3 separate regions of the Gossypium arboreum genome follow, and regions 1 and 2 are each linked to region 3. A link is a contact called in public Hi-C data. All regions are on one chromosome and are shown on one strand. The core of a region is the stretch at or near the end of the contact, and the rest is flanking DNA. Distances in the headings are between cores, read along the strand shown.

Evidence for each region. A called contact is a pair of places that touch in the nucleus more often than the background predicts.
Region 1: a contact with region 3 is called in a Hi-C map of leaf, with 5 times the contacts expected there. The contact joins the promoter of LOC108484558 here to the promoter of LOC108466983 in region 3. A contact is called at or near these places in 3 of 5 Hi-C or Micro-C datasets (all in leaf).
Region 2: a contact with region 3 is called in a Hi-C map of leaf, with 2.4 times the contacts expected there. The contact joins the promoter of LOC108484712 here to the promoter of LOC108466983 in region 3. A contact is called at or near these places in 2 of 5 Hi-C or Micro-C datasets (both in leaf).

The regions. Positions count from the first base shown.
Region 1 is chr6:42,724,007-42,726,706 of ASM2569848v2, forward strand. It overlaps LOC108484558, which reads left to right and starts at 1,317. Exons shown (of 1, transcript XM_017788378.2): 1 at 1,317-2,648. The coding sequence starts at 1,643. The coding sequence ends at 2,461.
Region 2 is chr6:42,772,237-42,774,936 of ASM2569848v2, forward strand. It overlaps LOC108484712, which reads right to left and starts at 1,422. Exons shown (of 2, transcript XM_017788609.2): 1 at 78-1,422. The coding sequence starts at 350.
Region 3 is chr6:42,940,086-42,942,795 of ASM2569848v2, forward strand. It overlaps LOC108466983 (helicase-like transcription factor CHR28), which reads left to right and starts at 1,385. Exons shown (of 12, transcript XM_017767416.2): 1 at 1,385-2,028; 2 at 2,524-2,599. The coding sequence starts at 1,867.

The DNA.
Region 1 (2,700 bases), core at 67-2,566, 220 kb before region 3:
TAATTTCACCCTTTTTTTAATATTATGTGAGATACAAATTACAATCTTTTTCTAAATAATAAAAAACCTACAATATTTTTACAAAGGCCTCTCACTCATGGCGTACAGAGAATTAATGCGGCCAATGGCTTGGTCACTTCCCAAATGCCATTTTCCTTTTTTTTTTCTTTGGTTTTGCTGAGGTTAGCCTCTTAACTGTCAAATTTTATTTCTTTATTTTGTTACATTCGTGATTATTTTTTAATAATATTGTCTTTAAAGTTGAAATCCACCTTCTTTCAAACATTTATAATTTCTTAAATTATGCTATACTATACATGTTGGGATAACTATGAGGTTACATCCACCAATTAAAGCTTCAATTATTGCCCTTTAATTTTAATTTTACAATCATATGATAAAATTCCCAAACAATGAAAAATAAGTGTAAAAATTCTACATAATGTGAGTGTTCAAGGAAAATAATTACATGGTTTGTGGCTTTATAAATAAAGGCTATCTTTTTATGTTGAGAAGGTTGGTTTTTTCTTTTGAAGTACACAGTAGGAAAAGCCACTGATTGTTTTGTTTGGAATTGAATGAAAGACCAACTAAGCTTAAACCATTGGGCAGCAAAAATTGGATTGGGATGGATCAGTTATTGGTTCTTCACAAACCCAAGATGAATGGAGACCAAAATGGCCTCATAAGATAAGACCCAAATGGAACATTTGTCTCATTCAGCTTCTTGTCTGGTATACTTTACATCCAAACTTGTTTGTTGCAAACTATGGGCTATATATGTTTGATAGTCCATCAAATTCAGTATTTATAAAATTAAATAAATATAACTTAAATTGAAATAATGAGATTGGCTTTCCTATTGACTGTTGATACAGATGGCTAAAGAAAAGTAGATGCGGTCACTGCTCATAAGCAGCATCTCTCTTTGTTTTTTAAGTTTGTGTTTGTCATGTTACTTGGCATAAATCAACTTGTATCGCAAAATCTAAGGGTTGATTAGATGTGGCATATGCAACTTTACCAGTCCAAGATTCCATCATAGGTAGGGTCTCAAATTATTAGGCAAGGGCTAGTGTTTTTGTTCCAAATATTGAGACAATTTAACAACTTTTTCCTAATCTTACTGATTATTTCATACGTTTAAGAACAGATCATTTCCATGTAAATCCATGAAAGTTGTGGGTCAAGTGTTCGACCACAAACCATAAACCCAATCACAACCGTTCAATTAACCCTAACAGTGGTCCCACATCGACCGCCCATTCTGGTTAGATTTAGACATCACATGTACCGAGGGACTGTAAAAAGACATACCAATAATCCCCCCACCTCCTCTTCTAGACGACTAGAACATGCGCCGCTCCTTAAAAATTCCACAAATCACGAGACATATGCAGCTCAAAGGGACTTGAATGAAAAACGACGAAATATGAAGGTCATTTAGATAAATAGAAATATGTTACCTAAGAATAAAATGCACTCCATTGAGGTTACGCCTCCGTTATGGGGAGTGGAGACTTTCTTCATCGAGTCTAAAGCCGGGAAATACTTAATCTACTTACCAACAGATCATTGCTGAACTTAAAACTCAACAATGGCACTTTGTTTCTGAGTCAATCTGTAGATTCCATTTCCTCAAATGGGTTGCTGTGTAAGCACCAACACAGGTTCCCTTCGTGCGAAGGAATCACATTTGCAAGTGGGTGTTGAATCCAAAGCTCCACCACCTTCGGCTGAAGAAGAAACTGTGAAGGAAGTTTTATCTGAAACCCCAAAACCCAAAGCTCCCATCTTTACCCCACAACAAGAAGAGAGCAAGCAAACCCAGATTGAGAAACCGGTCTTTGTCAAGATCCAAGAGAAGGAAAGCCTTAATTTCAACGTCAAGACCAAACCAAAATCACCTGTCCTTGAAGAGTCAGCTTCGGAAGAGGTTTCCGAGATTTGCAGCGTGAGTTTAAGTGAAAGCCTTTCCACTGTTACTGATAGGAGAGATGAAGAAGATGAAGTGAGGCAGCTAAAGGTGTTCAGATCTTCGGCAAGACCCGGGTCAAGGAACCGTGTCGTGGGTCGGAAGCTTGATCAATCACCTAACAAAAGAAATGGGGTCGTGAACGGGGGATCATCAGTGAGGTTGGTTCAAAGTAAGGGGGGATCCCCAGTGAAACGTGGGTCAAGACCCGATCCGCCAAGGAAGGATCCGGGTGAGAGTTCAGGGAGGAGGTCAAGATCACCTGCGGTGAATAGAGCTGTAATGGGTCGGAGCTCGTCCGGAGGTAGGACCATTCATTCTCCTGGTAGGGTCCGACGTGACCCAGGAGAGCAACAACAACACGTTACTACAACTACCATGGAAGGGAAATGGCCAAGCAGCAATAATAATGGTGCTACAACGAGTGCTCCAAATGAATCACTTGAAAATCCTCTTGTCTCCCTTGAATGTTTCATCTTTCTTTAAGGATTAAAAGAAAATATTGTACCTTTAGAGTTCATATATTGTAATTTCTCTTATTGTTTTTGTTTTGTTTGTGAATACTGATTCAATGCAAATGTCAATCCGGACTGCAATGCAATGGGAGATTTTGGTTGTATTTAAGAACGTATGAAATTGAATGCCTTTAACTTGACATGTTGGTGTGGAAAAACATGTGTTTTCTGCAAAATATGATTCAATTTGGTACAAAATGATTGCTCCTT
Region 2 (2,700 bases), core at 172-2,671, 170 kb before region 3:
TAGAGTTCTAATCTAATTCAAACTTTTTAACAAAATTAAAGAAATCCCAGATGTAGAAACAGAAGGGGGTGACTCACATTTGGTGATGGGTGCCTGAGCTTGCCATTGAAACTAAGCTGAGATTCAAGGTCACCATAGTTAGGACCAGTAGGAGAAGAGTTAGGTCTGAGAAAGCGTTCAAAGATGGCCATCACTAAGAACATAGAGATGAGAATGGCAGTAGCAACAAAACCAAAGGACACCGCATTAACAGAATTGTCAAATTGCCTCCAGTGGTCCTCCTCTCTTTGTACATTCAATGGAGCTCCTATCGGTGACCAACTATACAAGTAGCTTTCTTCTTGTCCCATTTTTTCAGCAGTGGGTGCAAAAAAAAAAAAAAAACAGAAGTAATAGCGCCTTACTCAACTCTCATCCCATAGCTCTTCATGTGAGTGAGAGAAAGCAAGGGTTCTTTTTATAGTGTTAAAGTTACGGCAGTACATAAAAGCTTTTACACCAGTACCAAAGCTTCTTGGAGTATTTTAAACAGGTCAGGTTAGAGGGTTTGCAAGAGAGGAAAAGAGAGAGCAGACAGGGAGACAGAGAGAAGCACATGGGCTATCTTTACATGAAGAGGTGAAAAACAGGACTTTGGAATTTGGATATGGTTTTTCTACCTCTTTTACTACCAGTGATTTTTTTTTTTTAAATAAAAAGTTGGTGGTGGAAGAACAAACAAAATTCTGGGTATTTGCAAATTATCTGAGAGGCAAATTAAAGTGTCGGAATAGACTTCTCATGTCTTCTTCTCTTTTGCCTTCATGTAGTCACAATTTACAAGGTCCAAGACTTGGAAGGTTTCAGAATTTACCTTCTTTTTTTTTTTTTTTAAGTTCGGGAGCCAAGGTCCCCAAGAGAACCTTAGTTGTGTTTTTTTACCTGCTTGCTTTATTGCCACAACCATCCATTTTAATTGCTAAACCAGATAGTCTTTTCAACTTTGAAATCCCCATTTATTAACCTGAGCAGGAGAGTACATGGAGGGGCAATTGTGAAAATAGTTGAAGGATTTTGACAGGAGAAGTTGAATGACGGATTCCAAAGCAAAGAAATTGCAGTGATACATACACACAAAGAAATAGGAAACAAAGTACTGCAACAAGAGAACTGATACAAAATCATAAAAACAAAAAAGCATCATAATCAATCAGTGTCTTTCTTTCTTCTTTCAATCTTGGATAGGGCAACTGAGAGACAGTGATCCTCCGGTCAGGACCCTCAACGTTACATGCTTTGTGCCCTGATATTTATGTGGCACTACACATCATTTGTCACAGCTCCTCCTTGGTGAATCCTCTTACTACAACCATGATATAAAATCGGGATTCATTTCTCTTGCGATTCTTTTTAGTATAATACACAATTATTTCAAATTGTTGAGGGTCCTTTTAACATTTTCAAATGGTTGTATATGTAATTATCGAATTCATTTCTTTTATAGTCATTAATTAGAACAATCTTATCAAATTTTTAGTGCCATTACTTTGGTGCTGGTTTAAGCCCATATAAAAATTTAACAAGCTTACATACTTTATGCTTATGTTCTGGAGCAACAAATTTTTTTAGTGATTCCATGTACACTTCCTCTTCCAATTCACCATTTAAAAATATAGTTTTAATATCCATTTGATAAACAACTAAATTATACATTGAGATAAGTGCTATTAATAGTCTAATTGTAGCAATTCTTACTACTAGAGCATAGATATCCAAGTAATCAACACCTTGTTTTTGGGTAAAACCTTTGGCTACTAACCTTATTTTAAATTTAGGCATGATGCCAAAAATAGGCTTTAACATTTGACTGTTTGGTCACTTTGGCCCTTTCTCTTTTTTTAGATCACTTTAAGCCTTAACGTTTATTTTTTTGTCAAATTAATCTATTTTTAACGGACATGCTGACATGGCTGTTGACTAACAATCAACATTAATCGCTGACGTGACGGTCCAAATGTAATTAAATGTTGACATGACATTATTTTGTCTTATATGCCACGTCAGCAAATAATTTTAAAATTTTTAAAATCATTTTAAATCATCATCATTATCACTATGTCTTCAATTTTGATTTTTCCCCTCCATCTGATTTTTAAAGAAAAAAAAAATCAAACCTTCTTCTCCATTAATTCTTATCTCAAAAACCATTGAACCCAGTGAACTGTCAAAAGAAAACCAAGAATTTTAAAGACAAAAAAAATGTCTTATTCTCAACCAAGAATTTTAAAGACAAAAAAAATGTCTTATTCTCCATTGGTTCTTATCTCAAAAACCATGATTTTTGATAACTAAAAAAGGAAAACCCAAAATTTTAAAGAAAAAAATCTATTATTCTCAATTGATTCTTATATCAAAAACCATGATTTTCCCAAACCAAAAATCAAACCTTATATGCCCTATTGAAGTAAAACCTTGACTGCATTTGTAAGCTTAAATTGTTGTGAAACAATGGTGTTGAAATTACCAATTGTGGATTTAATCCAACATGCAAACTCACATTAAGCACTGTTCCAATATTGTGATATTTCCCATCCAATAACCATCCTAAAAACAAGGATAAATCTAGATTGTAGCTTGGTAAATTTAAATCCTCGATCGCCAAATTTCCAAAAAGAAACCCAAATCTAAATTCTTTAACCCATGTTATACTTTTATTACTCA
Region 3 (2,710 bases), core at 135-2,634:
AAAAAAACACTTACACGATACATCGATATGTATCGAGGTTAAACTAACTGGTTAAGGTCAAGTTCGTATTAGTTGAAGTACAAAACTATTGACGAAATCTTCGAAAATACCCATGATATATCCGTAAGTGTCGAGGTTAGGGTATGGTTATCTCATCATAACCTAAATGGTGGGAATCATATTGCATGATGAATCTCTAGTATAAAAGTAGGACCTTGGCACTTATGGATGTCGAGTTTTCTTCAAAGATTATCCGCATGGACCTTCAAACCCATTAATGTTAAGTTTGCTTAATCTTGAATAATAGTTAATATTTAATACACTGATAATGTATAATTCTATGCATCATCGGTTACTGAAATAATGACACATCATCATAAAATTTTAAAGCTAAATTAATTAAAATTCATTTTAGCGATGTATCACCTCTTTATTCAATTGTGATGTATATATTATTCATGCATGAAATATTAATATTTAGAAAAAACACATTTAGAAATAATAATTGTGAAACATCCAATTTTAAGAAAAAAATGCAATTATTAACACACAATTAAGGAGTATATTAACACACATGTAGAACTCCTCTAACTCTCTTACCAACTATGTTTTTGTTTTTTATAAAAAGGTAATTATTTAATATTAATTATTATTAAAAATACAAGTTGCTCCAACTTTATTTTGTCTTGTCTTCAAAAAAAAAAAATGGAAGAAGTCAACAATGGCTTACAGTTCTGTTTTCACCACAAAAGACCTGCATAAAAACAAAGAATAATAGGAAGCAAGTTACTAAGAATATCGAGGAAAGAAAAAAGCTTATGTTTCCATAGCTTTTTCATTTATTTGACTTACATTAAAAGAAACAATGATTATTGATATTTTAAGATATGATACCTAATGATGCGTTTAACATAATGTTATTGTTTTTAATGTAGCACATCATGTTTTTCACGTAGAGGACAATCCCGTTGTTATGTAAATCTGAAATTGATGAAAAGTAAGAGAAAGAGCACATCCGAAGCGACGTAAATTCCCCGACATCCACCCACGAAATCTCCGGTTATTCCTAGGTAAATTTAATTGGGAATAATTTTATCTTCTTTTTATATCAAATAAGCTCTTTTTACAATGCTTTAATCAAAACTAAATTGTAACACTGAGAAAATCAAATGAAATGGTTTGTTGAGACGATTTATATCTATCTTTGTAATCAGATAAGTATAAATTATCTTCTAACCAAAATCAAATCTAATCGCTAATTCACGGTGTTTTTTTTTTTGGGCATCCATAGTCATCCTTGTACAAATCACGCGCCAAAAATCAAATCATGCGCGTTTTACTCGCGTGTCTCTTCCACCGACTTCCGCAACTTCGCTATAAAATCATCCTAAATAAAAAAAAGTAAAAAAGAGAGTCCAATACGACGTCGGATCCTTGATTGACACCCCTCTTATTGTCTTCTCCGCGCCGTCCTCCGTCCTACCGAAGAAATTGAGACAATTTATTTATTTAAGATAATATATAAATTTTTTTTATATAAATGGGAAACTCTAAAATTCGTCTGCGCAAAAGTCTTTCTACAATAACCAATCCTTATTTAATCCCAAAAAGGAGCCACCGCATTCTTTCACGATTCTCTTACATTTGTTTTTTCTTTACAAAAAGTCGCATCTAATTTTAAGACCGCCAACGCCAACTGTCGAGGAAACTTCTCTCTAATTTCTTCGTTGAAGTGATGCGATTCGTGTTGATTGGATCCAATACTTTGTTTCTTTATGTCCGGTAAATCGGCTGGGTTTCACAACTGCTTTTTTTTTAGGGTTTCTAAAAGCAAGTAAGGGTTCTCGGTTTCTTTCTTCTTGTTTGATGTTGATGATGGGGGAAGATAACCGCAATGATAGCTTCGGAATCTTGTCAAGTGGCGATCTCTCGGCTGATTATAAGTTTGATGATTTCGTTGGGGATGGTATGTGCATCGATCTCGACAGCATCAATCGTATTCTTGAGGAGAACTCTGATCCTCCGCAGGTAGTTACTTTCTTTTGCGGTTTAATTTGGCGCCACTTTTAGGGTGTGGAGTGTGAAGATTTTAGTGGAATCCTACTCCTTAATTGTGAAATTTTGAAAGGGAATTTGTTGTATAGATCACGTACTCTTCATTGGAAAGCCTAGGAAATGAGTCAATGGTTGCTTATTTTAGCTGATTTTTTGAGAACATAGTTCATAGCTTGTTTGAGATTGAATGAAATTAAACTTACTTTATTTGGAACTATTGCATTCTACTATGATTATTTTGGAATTTATTTAACTCAAGTACTTCCTTGCTTAATTTGTGAATCTGGAACCCAAATTCATCTCATAAATTGTAATTGACTTTGCGTACTTTCACTCTTAAACTCGAGGTTATAGATTGTGGAACTGATATTTCATGGCTTTTTGTTAGCCCTTGTTTCTCGGTAAAAGTTCAATCTCGTTTTCTATTCTTTTACTAGATAGGTTATTCTTTCTTTTGTTAAATTGCAGAGTAATCCAGAAGAACCATCGCTTAGAAATATGTCTCAAGGGGACTCAGATCTTGAATCCATCCAGCTTCAAAGTGGTAAAATTTCTTTGCACAAACATTTTTCTAAGTTTCTGTTTTTTATATATATAATGAAAATTTGATGATATTTCCTTGCTTGGGGTTTGAAGAATCGCCTTGCTCGGGGTT